Regions from separate parts of the Gasterosteus aculeatus genome. Here region 2 is linked to region 1. A link is a contact called in public Hi-C data. All regions are on one chromosome and are shown on one strand. Each heading gives the region's core, a stretch centred on a gene start, on an enhancer-like site or on the middle of the called end of the contact. The rest is flanking DNA. Distances are from core to core; before and after follow the strand shown. Region 1 holds the start of LOC144383173. Region 2 overlaps zcchc7 (zinc finger, CCHC domain containing 7).

Evidence for each region. Hi-C and Micro-C count contacts between places; a contact is called where the count stands out from the background.
Region 2: a Hi-C map of skeletal muscle shows a contact between it and region 1, with 4 times the contacts expected there. The contact joins the enhancer-like site here to the promoter of LOC144383173 in region 1. A contact is called at or near these places in 5 of 6 Hi-C or Micro-C datasets (liver, skeletal muscle, tail fin and 1 more).

What each region holds. Positions count from the first base shown.
Region 1 is chr9:1,668,432-1,674,651 of fGasAcu3.hap1.1, reverse strand. It overlaps LOC144383173, which reads right to left and starts at 2,740. Exons shown (of 3, transcript XM_078080054.1): 1 at 1,230-2,740; 2 at 1,027-1,079; 3 at 367-865. The coding sequence starts at 1,272. The coding sequence ends at 506. It overlaps melk (maternal embryonic leucine zipper kinase), which reads right to left. Exons shown (of 18, transcript XM_040187290.2): 9 at 6,215-6,220; 10 at 5,917-6,015; 11 at 5,746-5,832; 12 at 5,510-5,641; 13 at 5,244-5,402; 14 at 4,915-5,146; 15 at 3,904-4,000; 16 at 3,283-3,439; 17 at 3,090-3,193; 18 at 2,377-2,988. The coding sequence ends at 2,811.
Region 2 is chr9:1,765,152-1,771,371 of fGasAcu3.hap1.1, reverse strand. zcchc7 (zinc finger, CCHC domain containing 7) reads right to left here. Exons shown (of 10, transcript XM_040187293.2): 8 at 533-631; 9 at 336-453. Among protein-coding and RNA genes, the nearest start is that of pgm2, 6.4 kb to the left of the region's middle. Within about 2 kb of position 2,196, at least 3 of the 9 cell types and tissues checked have open chromatin away from gene starts, as enhancers often do.

The DNA.
Region 1 (6,220 bases), core at 1,491-3,990:
GTGATGGGGGGGGGTTTTTTTGGGGTGCAGGTTTGAACGCTGCTCCGAGAGTTCGGCGGTTTCTCTCCCTGTTAACTCGCTTTATTAGTGTTTTCACAGGAAAACAATTTGCATGCACGCACACACACAATGAATGCAGGAAATGTTCTCGTATTCCTTCCTCTCTTCCCTTATCCGCTCATCTCCATTTGACGGACATGTCTAATGATAACATCTGCGAATGGGGGGGGGGGGACAGCACAACAATCCGCAGATAATTGGGGGGGGGCACGCTTAGAGACGCCGATGGAGAAATAACTGTACACTTGTTAAAGTAGCAGCGAGCAGATGTGTTTTCACCCTCGTTTAGATCACAAGGACACGCGATAAAAGGTGCTTTTTATTTATTCATTTTCGTCTGCTACAAAGTTTCTCTAAGCCAATTTAAAACACAATCTGTGGCAAATACGAAGCCGCCGTTGCGTGACCATTAAATGAACGGAGGTGGAAGCTCGGAGGAAATAGATCAGCCCCGCGAATCCTCGCCGCAGTCAATGGCCTCGCCCGCCGCCGCTCCGCTTTCCCCCCGCCGGCGCAGAGCTCTCGCGTCCGCCGCGTGGCCGTCGGCCATCTCGTGCCGCGCCAGGGTCAAAATGGCCACCGCCCCGATCGCCAGGGCCAGGTGGAGCAGGTAGACGGCCACGCGGAGGCCCGTCAGCAGCAGAGAGACGCAGGCGGCGGCGACGCACCAGGGACAGGCGAGGAGCAGCGCCAGGGAGTGATGCAGGGCGCCGAGGACGAGAGGCGGGACGGACAGGACGAGCCGGAGCAGCGTGGACGTCAGCCACGGGTACAGGAGGAGGGGGGACGAGAGGAGGGACGCGGCCTGCAGGGGGACAGAGACAAAAGTGGAGGTGACGGCCTTTTGGTCTCCACCAACTTCAGGATTGGCTTTTTAGCTTCTTTAGAAAAAAAAGGGAAAATGGCAGTAAATCTTCGAGCTGGGAACCTCTGGATGAAAAGCCCAAATTACTTGAATCAAACTACCTCACAAGGATTTCCACGCAATCCATCATCGGACATCTGAGACTTTCGAAGCCCTGAAAAATATACAGACACGCCGTCAGAGGAGAATACCAGAAGGACGTCGTCAAGCCGCCTCACAAAAAAAAAAACTAAAAAATGTTCTTGCAATCAAAAATGATTGGAGCGTATCAGAGCCGCCGCTCTGCTCACAAAAACAAACTCACAGAGGAAAAGGAGGACGAGGACGGTCGTCAGAAGGAGCCTCATGTCTCTCAGGCCTGAGAAGAACAAACGCAAAAAGTGAACCGAAATCCGCCGGCGAGAACGACTTCTACTCACCGAAGGGCTCAGCTTTAATGACTTCGTCCTCCTCAGACTTGCCTTCTTGTGCTGCTCCTGTCAAACAAGCATGGGCTGGAGTTCCCAACGTGGGCACACAGGTTGCAGTGCCCCCTGTTTGAAAGGAGGGACAACGACAAGAATCCCTTCATGTCGCTTTATTTAGATTTACACACCAGTACGAGATTTCATTCGCGTGTTAGTTAAAGGAGGAACAAGTGAATGATCTTCCCGGTGAAGAGAAGAATCTCTTGTATGTGAGAAAGGCGACAGCTGCCTTTGACTCCAGCTGTTGTCTACACACGCGCACACCTGCATTTGATCTCTCCATTTTCCACCTTCACCTCTGTCTTAAATTAGCATCCCGCCCCCCCCAATCCTCTCTGACTGCATTAAGGTTAAACCCCCCCCCCCTTATCATCAGCTCCACCCGGCGTTGCCTCGCCCTCCCCTGCTGGGACGCCAAGGAGAACCGGCCGCCATTGGGCGCCGATGAGACGCAGCGCTGTTATGAGGGGGCGGAGGGGCTCTTCAGATGCTGCCATCATTATTCAGCCATAAGCATCGGGCGCTCTACTCATCTCCCAACGTGGCCAAGAATGATCCAACGTGCCTTTCAAGTATAAAACACACAGATAGATATTTCAGGTAGGTGGTATTTTTCTATAAAATGCAGGAGGAAAAAAAAATAGTAATCATAAATAGTTTCCATGATGGAAACGTGTGTTCGACATGTAAGGTAACGGCTTTAGATTCATCTCTTTCCACTAAATAGGAACTGACAGATGCTGTCACTCAGCTAAACCATCACCATCAATCTTAGTAACAAAGAGGAGTGAAGACCAGGAAAGGAACAGAAGGATGTTGACAAGAGTGTAAAACACACCACTGCTCCATCAAACTGCTGAGTGAATGACAAAATGTATGTGTATATATATATATATATATATATATGTGTATATATATATATATATATATATATATGTGTGTGTGTGATGGCGTGGTAGATAAATGAATCTAAATTGTCTGTTGTATTGTCACCAGAAATCATTTATTTTGCTCCTTTTACGTCAATAGAAATGTGACAGACACTAAAAGCACCAATGAGAAGTTTACAAATTGCAAGCATGTACATTAATGACAGTGAATTCCATCCACAGGGGAGAATAAAACATGGAGACATAAATATGAGCAGCCCGAAGGTTTCCTGTAAACAGCCTCCTGTAGCTTAATAGTTACGAATTAAAAGAGCAGCGCTTTGCATAGAGCCAGACGCGCTGTACAGGATCCTGGCGTGTAACATGTACTCGGGGGATTGCAGGCTGGCCTACGGACAAACGGAAGTATTCACTGTGAATGATGAGGCTGGGGCGCCGTGCGTGACTCTGTGCATCCATCACGCATCAGGACCGCAAAAGGCCCAGTGCCTTCAACGGGAAGCGGCGTCGTGAGGAAAGTGCGAAGCGTCAGATCCTGGACATGGACAGGATGTCCTCCACCAGGTGCTTGTAGACCCAGGCGTCTCCCTTCAGCCTCTGGCGCCGGATCCCGACGACCTCCGGCCTCTGCAGCATGCACACCTCCAGCTCAAACGCCATGGTTACCTTCTTGTGGTCGCCCCTCGTCCGGCACTTCAGGGTGTACCTAAAGAGAGAACGCGGCGCGGGGACGTTAGGGGGACGGCGATCGAACGCCGGGGGCGTCTGCGTGGGAGAGAGGGCGGGCGTGGCGAGTCGCCTCCTTACCCCTTCTGTGTGAAGTCAACGTTCTTCTCGGGCAGGTTGGACAGGATCTGGTTGAGGACCTGGTCTGGATTGGTCTGACTGGTCAGAGTGACGTTGTACTGCGCCTAGCAGGGAAAGGAGAGAGAGACAGGGTGATGCGGGCGATGCTCACGGCGCAGAGCTCGCGTGGTGGCGGCGCCGTCTCGCTCCGTACCTTGATCTTGCGCGGGCCGTCTCGCAGCGCTCGCCGCTTGTTGGGAGTGAGCATGGTGATCATCTTGTCCAGGCCTCTCTCCAGCGAACCGAACACCTTTCCCCCCCTCCTCTTCTTCTCGCTGTCCCCGACGACCGCCATGTCCAGCGACCGAGACCTGGGGTCGGCAAAGCGCGTCTCAGGTCAAGTCGTCCCGCTGGGCTCTTACCTCGTCGGTCGCTTTTACATTTTAGTCCAATTCTAGAATCATTTAGCGTCTTTCATTCAAACTAACAAGGCAGTTGGACAAAGATCCTTCTTTAGAATTAGAATGAATCCTTTGTTTTATCGGCCACCCTGAGGAGACACCTCTGAATAGAACGCGATCACATGACACAAATAGTTCCCTGATAAAGGCACCATTGTTTCTTTACTGAGCTTATACAAAGGATATAAAGTAGTTGATGGGATAATGGTTTACAGGTAATCAGTCCCTCCTCGGCGTGGTGAATGTTTGTGTAGATACACGCCTCTGTGCATCCGTGACCTCAAGCACCAATGTAAACAAAGCTTTGCCTACGAGTTGGATCCTCCCTCCCGTCCATATTCATCACATCCAGCCGCTCTCACTTTCCCGCTCACCTTCGCTCAGGACTGAAAGTCAGGATTTCAACATCCGCAAGCTCCTTGAGCTCTGCCGCTCGCTTCTTATCGTGCTCTTTAGAAGCGCTGCCGCATCCTGACAGACAAACAGGAATAGACCCCGTGGTTAAAAACAAAGGGTACAGACACGTTAACCTCACTCACCACTAGCATCGCCCTGCAGCGGAACATTTACAACGAGACATTTGATTTGAGGTTTTTTGAGTTTTGTTTTAATAGAAGATTCATTCAGAACACACACACACACACACACACACACACACACAAAAGGGAGAGAGATTTAGTGGCAAGAAAACACATGTCACTACAGCCCACGTGGGACGGTGAGCAGAGGAAGAGACAGCTACACCTGTCACAGCACACGCCTGGGGACACACACACACACACACACACACCACTTTATATGTGTGTGTGTGTGTGTCTGTGTGTTTCAGCACGTCTGCGCCGCAGCTCAGGCAGCAGGAGGCAGAGCGCGCAGCAGGACCGAGCCACGTGCCAACGGGGTTTAACGCCGTCAGAGGAAACCAACGCGGCCACACATCCCAGCAGCCGATTCACTTTGAAAAACAATTGAGACTTTAATGATCCTTCATTCATAACGGCGTCCTTCATTTGCAGATAAGTGGACAGAATTAGCGCCCCGATAATAGCCTCGGTGGCGAGTTGACAAGAGATAAGTTTGCGTGTGTCCGTTTCCGGCGATTTCCCTAATGAGCTACATCGTCGGAAATATGAGAGGCTTCGGCGTGGAAACCGGCCCAAATAAACGAGTTTATTACCACGGGACAATTTATTTGCAAATGTGTGGCACGTGGACGTGATTATAAGAGCGACAGAACAAATAAATGGAAGAGAGCGGCGTGGAGAGGGACAGCCGGCTAAATAATCAAATGGAGAAGTGCTTCTTTGGAACAAAAACAATTATGGCGTACAAACAAAAGCACGTGATAAACTTGAGCTGCGTGGCCTCTACCCCAGCACTCCCCTTACCTTTAGGAGTGACGTTAGCGTTGTGGTTGGGCGTGGTCAACGCGTTCCTGTTGGGCCGGCTGCTCTTCTTGCCGGATGCAGGCGTGCGAGGAGGCGGCAGCGCGAATATGTCCACGTCCTTCTCCTGCACGGCCACGTTCTCCTTGTTCTCCTGGTCTCGGCCCCTCCTCTCCTGGCGGTGCGGCGCTGTGGCTCGGCCTCTCTCTGGGGTCTCTGACGGAGACGCTGGGGTCTTTGGGAGCACAGAAGAGAGGAAATTGGTGAGGTCATTTTTTTTTCTTCTCCCCCATCCATGAGGCAAAAGACTTGGCGTTGCGGCGTTCCCATACCGCGTTCCTGTGGTTGGCCGCGCCATCCGGCTGACCTCGGACCCCCTTTGGTGTGTATCGTGGGACCCGAGCCCAGTCGTCGACGTAATCCGAGGCAAAGTCCAGAGAACCCACGATGACAGCGTCCTCGTCCTCGCTGAAGTGGAGGGCTTCCCTCGTCTGGACGCACGGGGCAAAGGAAGACAACAGGAGGTCAAAGGGGTCAAACTAAAACCAGGAGGTTCTGGTGTCACGGGTGGAGTCACAGAGAACGGAGCCCAGGAGACCTGTAGTCCCTGGTGCAGCGGTGAGCAGGAGTCCTCGCGCGCGGTGGGTTCGGGCCGCAGGCGAACAGGCCTCCCCCTCTGCTTCTTGGACAGCAGCAGCAGGTAGGTGGCGGTCGTCTGGTCGTACCGCCACTGTGGGAGGTCACACGTGTTGAGAGAGCGCGCGCGGGGGAGCCGCTGCGACCACAGCGGACAAAGTGACCGGCGCGATAAAACGTTCAGACGCGCGCACACACCTCGCTGACCAGCGCCGTGGCGCTCTCCCTCGACCGCTTCATGCTGACGGCCATCTCGGTGATGCAGTCCTTGTCGATGTGGCCGGACTACAGAGGAGACCAGGTGTGCTAGTAATCGTATGCATGCTACGGAATGTGGGATTGGTTCAGGGGGTGTGTGTGTGTGTGTACCGGCTGCCGGCTACGCCACTCCACGGGGCTGTTGTACTCTTTGATCACCCACGGATGGTCCAGCAGCTGCCTCACAGTAACACGCCGCTTGGGGTCCACCTACAGGACGCACGGGGAAACTACAAGTCAATGCCGGAGGGACAACACCATCCAACAAGCGGCGGCATGTTTAAAAATACCGCACATGTTGTACAAATTATATTCAAACCATTATGTAAATTCAAAATTGCCTATTTTTTTCTTCCTATTTAAGCCGATGTGTATTGAGGAGTTGAAACGTGGGCTTGTTTGCGTGTACCTGCAT
Region 2 (6,220 bases), core at 947-3,446, 97 kb before region 1:
TGAAGAACCGAATCCAGCTTGCTGAGTATTTTGGAATCTTTTTTAGGGATCCGGCTCTTCATTAGAGGAATGGCACAGACTTTGATAGTTACGGTCAAAAGCAGAAGGCGTTTGGAGTGGAGGGGACTTCTCATTCTTTTTGATAATACTATCATTTGAACAAGTAATACACAGCTTTTTGCTGTACATTCATGTATTGGTAATGTCTGTATACTTCTGCTCTCACAACTGACAGCAAACAAACCCTCCAGCTGCCTGCAGAGGCAGAAGGCCAAAGGTCAAAGAGGCATCATCACAAAGACGAGCGGGTGGAAGTGCCTGTTTGTGCGACTCACCTTTGGCCTTCGCCGACACCGACTGCTCTCTGCGTTTGATGTCTCTCTTCGTGTCGTAGTAGTTGATGAAAGTGCTGCAGTGATACGTCCAGTTGTACATCTTCTGGCTTCCACACGCCTGGTGAAAACGCGTCGGGTCGCATCAGAACAATATGGGTGGGAAAGTTACTGCAGAGGGGACACAGCGAGGTACTCACGTGTCCAAAGTGTCCCCTCATGGAGCAGTTGTAGCAGTAGGCCGGCCGCGTCCCCCCCGCCTGGTCGTGCCGCAGGCTGGTGGGAGTTCCCGCCTTGGTCTAAGCACAGACGCAGGGAGTGAAAAAGGGGGGAGGGATTGTTACGGGATTATTCTTTTCATAACGAAAAAAAAAAGAAATAACTGTGGCGGTGTCACCGTCTATTTGTGTCCCCCTGCTCTCATTCCCATGGTCTTTACTGGTACGCGCTGCGCAGGTCTGCCGATGTAACGCGCTGATTGCGGAGGCTGTAGTTAGAGGCCTGTAATGACCCTTCGTGATAAGCAAGCGTCTGCGTGTGTGCGGGACACAGGGTCCCGTCCCCTTTGGGCCGGCGTCCTGAAAGCCTTCCACGCTCCGTCGCCCGCAGCAAATATGAACCGATAAAGAGAGCGAGGAGACACAGTCACAGCGTATTTACTGCTAAATGTCTCACACACACACACACACACACACACACACACACACACACACACACACACACACACACACAGCTTCACACTGATCTAAGGTGCCCCCACCCGTCCCTCTTTGAACCCTGATTCTGAGATTACAAATGATTTGCGTCGTATTTTAAACATAGCTTCCCTAACCGGCCCCCACTTTTCTTTTCCTCCCCCTCCTCCTCTCCTCCCCCTCTCCTCCCCCTCTCCTCTCGCTCTTTTCCGCTTGAGTAGTTTTGCAGCAGAAAGGATGAATGCTATTAGAGCATCGCGTCATTATCGGGTCAGGCCGGCCGGTCCCATCTCCATCACAAAGGCCAGGAGATCACAGACCGCTCGCACGCACGCACACACACACACACACACACGCACGCACACACGCCCAATGAACACACACGTGCACCCTAAGGAGAACACAGTCCCCGGTATCGAGCCCCCCCCCTGTCCCACCCCTCCACCCCCTCGCCCATTCATCGTTCATGTAAATTGGCTGCAGGTCTCCCTGTGTCTCCCCCCCTGACCTTGGGCTCACGTTATCTCTGCGTACTCTGATCCGGCACACAGACGCAATGAAAGCAGCAGAGAGAGAGAAATTAAATCTCCCCCCCCCCCACCCCCCCGCGACTCCCCCATCAAGCTGTTATAGTTGACTGAAATAATAAATAAAAAGCTGTGCGTGCGTGTGAGGAGTTGTCTGCCTATCGCTTTGGTGTCTTTGGAGAAGAGTCCGGCTGTACGGCGGTAAGTCAAGAAGACATTTATGTTGACGCTTAGCTTTGACTCGCCCGCCACCGATCTAGTGTTAGTCTCTCTTTTAAGGCCCAGAGGGGAGGAAGCAGATTGATTCCACAGATTGGGCTTAACGCTCAGTCATCACGCTAGTAAAAAAAGCACATGCTTGAGTCATGCATACATTTTTTTTTTTTCTTTAAATGGAGGAAAAAAAAAAGTTTCCCCTTTATTATCTCTTAAAAAATAAATTAAAAAAGCTTCCGTCTTCTGTCTGTTACTGAACAATCATGCTGTAGAAATATTTTAATAGAGCTATAAACCTGCTGTTCTCAGCATATTTTAGAAGACAGATAACATCCGTTTGCTGAGACGGTTCCCACAGTCTCACAAAGACGCTTCAACAGACGGGAAAGAAGAAGTGGTTCAAACAGACACTATTTCCTGGTTGTGACCGTTGATGACATCACCAACACGCGGCCTGAAGCGATGTGCGAGTCAGTGCGAGTGTGTGTGTTCCTTTGAGATGGCTGGTTGTTTTGGCTCCACAAGGATTCTCAGAGGTGTTTTTCTAGGTTTTAACACATCATCCTGTCGCACCATTTTTTATTTTATTCAGATGACTCGTGTTTTCTGTTCAAGACATTTAATCTGGTTAAATTAATCAATTATTCATCTTTCCTGCTTTCCCCCCAAAAAAAGATCATAACCTCTCTATTCATAAACGGTCCTGACAGGCTTTTTCCCGGCGTGGGAGACGACATTGAACAAAACAAAAGCTTGTGTGTGTGTGTTTGACTAACAGGCCTCTGAGTCTCATCCACCTCCTGCTGATGGGACACTTTGCCAGTCAGACACACCAGGGGACGGAAGCTGGAAGAGGACCGAGTGTGTGTGTGTGTGTGTGTGTACGAGGGTGTTGAAGAAAGGTCCTAAGGGCTTCGCTGGGTGGACACAGACAACCAGCCATCCGTGGCCTCACACACACACACACACACACACACCTCCTTGCCGTGATAATCCTTCGGCCGACACAAAGCTCAGACAGTTACTGACAACAATCGGGAAGGAACGCACACAAACACACACAGTTATTGAACACAATCCGAGAAGCAAACAGACTTGTGTGTGTGTGTGTGTGTGTGTGTGTGTGTGTGTGTGTGTGTAAGGGGGGGAGGTTTGCCTGTTACCAGAGCCGCGGGGATCGACTGCGTGTTTTTATCATTATAAACAGCCTCACAACACATCACCACCACGACTGGGCTCCTACCAAAACAAACACACCCTCATGGTGCGCGAGTGTGTGTCTGTGTGCCAGTATGTACACATTATGTTAACAGGGGGTGGGGGGGTAATTAGACCATTGCGAAATGGCTATAATGTGAACACAGCGTGTTTTCAAGGAGAATCGATGAATTAACCAGAGAACCTCCAATCCGTTTACTCTTCCGTTGGGATTTATTAAGGCTAATGGAAAAAATTGTAAAGAATCCAATTATAGTTTTCTGCCAGTGTTGGACGGGAAGGAGAGAATCAATCGTCCTGGACACCCGTCTGAGGTGGAGGTGTGTGGGGCTCTGGAGGAGGAAGGGGACGGGGCGTCTCCGAATAACCAGATGTGATTTCTGCCCCCTTTGTGTCACAAAGACCTGAACACACACACACACAGAGAATTCCCAGAAGCTCGTCGTATCTCCTCCCGTCAGTCAGCGGGACTCCTGATTTTGTCGTTAGCAGAGAGGGGAAATGCCACTGGAATGTTGAGATAATGTGAGGCGGGGGTGAGGAGGTAATCTGGTCGGAGCGCGGCCGGCGGAACAGAGGATTGGAGCTAATCTATTCCGATCTAGGAGCAAGTCCGCTGCTCTGTGTTCACGGCCAGCAGCTACGCACGTGCAACGCACTCCTGCGGCCCCCGGTCACGATGCCGAACCGGGACGTTACACCGCCAGGCAGCATATCAAACACACACACACTTCCACCTGCATGGACGCCATCCAGCTAAGCCAGAGAGAGCCACAAAGAGCGAGTGGAGCCTGCAGGACCTCCGATAACACCTCACCTGGGCGCGTGTACGTTCCTGTGGTTTAGCATGTAGTCTGCAAAGACACCTGTACCAAAAACTCCCAAAGGAAGCACATGTGGACATTTACAGGTTTTTCTCTCGGGACAACGGCGTGGTGGGGACCTGTCAATCACGCGGTCCTAGAGCAGACAAAGCGTCGACATTTATTTTAACTCATGAACATCAGGCTGTAAGTGGAGAGGAGTTGAAACCAGACATTGATGCCATAAACTTGTTTTACGCTGTTTGCCGAGTCATTTTCTGCTGGTGACAGCAAATCAAGATTTTTATCTTAAAGATTATTATTTAAGTAGTTGGCTAAAATGAAAGCTTTCAGCTCTATTTTATTAGTTTGTTGTCTAAGCTGTGAAGAAGACGTGTGAATGGCATTGAAGTGTCACGCTCTTCTTCGCCTGCGGCACTTTCTCTCCTTCATGTCGGCTGCTCGCTGTTAATAGAACTAGATGAAAAACACGCAAATGCCCCCCCCCCCCCCCTCCCTCCTTTACACCGGTGCCCTCCCCAGTCTCCTCCGGGCCGCCGGAGTCTCAGTGTAAAGGAGAATAGAGAGACCGCAGAGTCCACATACTGTACAATGATGAGACAGCAAAAACAGCTGCCTGAATAGATGTGGATTTAAAGGATTTTTTTTAATTGAGCTCATTCTTGTAAGATGAATGGGGGGAAAAAAAGAGGTCAGCCAGACAGAGGGAAGGACAGAAGAAATGGAAGAAAGGTTGAAACGTTAAACTTGTAATTTCAAGTTCAGCAGAAAGAACAGAGGAGCCAAGAGTGCTCGTAATTCTCTATTTGAATTTCAGGTCATTTGTTAGGTTCAATTATTGAGTGAGGTTTTGTCAGACGGGTGCCGGTCTCAACGCGGACCTAAAGGTCACCACAGACTTCCTGAATGACCAATGCTGAGGTCATTTCTGTGTAAATAGCAGGTGTTACTTTTTCAGCTGCTGTCTTCTTTATTGTTTTAGCCTGTATTATTATAAATTGTATGATAAAATTTAGTTGGGGAAAAGTAAATACCCACACTGTTAACATTGTTTTTACATGTACAAGGAACAATGTCTTTTTTTTTTTAATAACACCAGTTTCTTGTTGTGGTTTGTCTTTAATCCAAATCAATTTGCCCCAAATCCCAAATTTGCCTGAAGCGATTCATAATCTGTACAGAATACTAAATCCTCGGCCCGAGGACCCCACATCGGGACACCCAATAACAAGGGAAAAAAAGTAAGAAACCGTGGGGAGCAACATAATATGAAACGGTGTTGAGATAAAACAAAGTGGATCCATATGATGTAAACGATCCATACAGGTTTAGCAATAGCACAAGAAGCACCAACTCCTGGGAGACTAATAGTAGAAAAATGACTGAAAATAATTGATTAATATATGCAAGCTTTCTAAAGATTGATTGCATCAAAATGGAATTTTAGTCTAGAAGTAGTGACATATTAATCATCCATTTCCTCTATGGACCGCGGCTGTTACTCTGCAGAGGGTCATTTCTAAATCAAGACAAACCAGAGAACTTCAGGGAGCGATCAGAGCGCAGATCTGTGTTGGACCACCCGGGGGCGCTCTAACACAGCGAGCTGGCGAGGCCCCTCACACTGTGGGCGGCTTCCACTGAAGAATGGGACTGATCACAAAGAGAAAGTGCCACTGACAGTAATTCCAACTGGTATTCGGATGAATAAAACAGCCGTCAACAAATACTGAACATTCATCCAGGAAACATTAATGACAAACGTCTGAATATATTGGGTCTTGTTTGTACGTGAAAAGTGTTTGTGTATATTAATACATCGTGTCGAGGAACAAAGATAAAATAGGTTTGGAATTGATCATTTTTGTATTTAAATCAGTATTTAAAAAAAGGAAATATGGTTTTCGCTTAAAAAAAATGTCCAACTCAAATCTGGAGACGGTCTCGAGTGGCGGTTCTGATGTTCCTTAAAATGGTCTAAAAAAGTATTATTTTAAATGCATGCATGATCAAACGGAAGATGAATGATATTATCTCTGAGGGGAATAATCAAAGAACTGCAATTTCAAGGAACAAGACACTGAAGATCGGTCTGTTTGAAATAAAAAAATCATAAAAATAAATGTACTATCAGAGGGGGCACGAGTGCACGGGAGTATTTCTACGTTTCGTTTTCTAAGGCTGGTGCATTTGACTCTATAGGATAAGCTGGTCAAGACGTTTTCTTATACTACAGATTCCAATATTTTAGCACTTTAATTTGAAATGGACAAAGTCAAGAGGTCTACTTTGCTAGAAAAGTCTTTCTGTGTGTTCTAAAGACATGTAAATGTATTCCCTTTCCTGAGAAGAGGAGGATTTGAACGGGGCCAAACGTCCTAACCTTGGGTGCTGACAAAGGCCCGTGT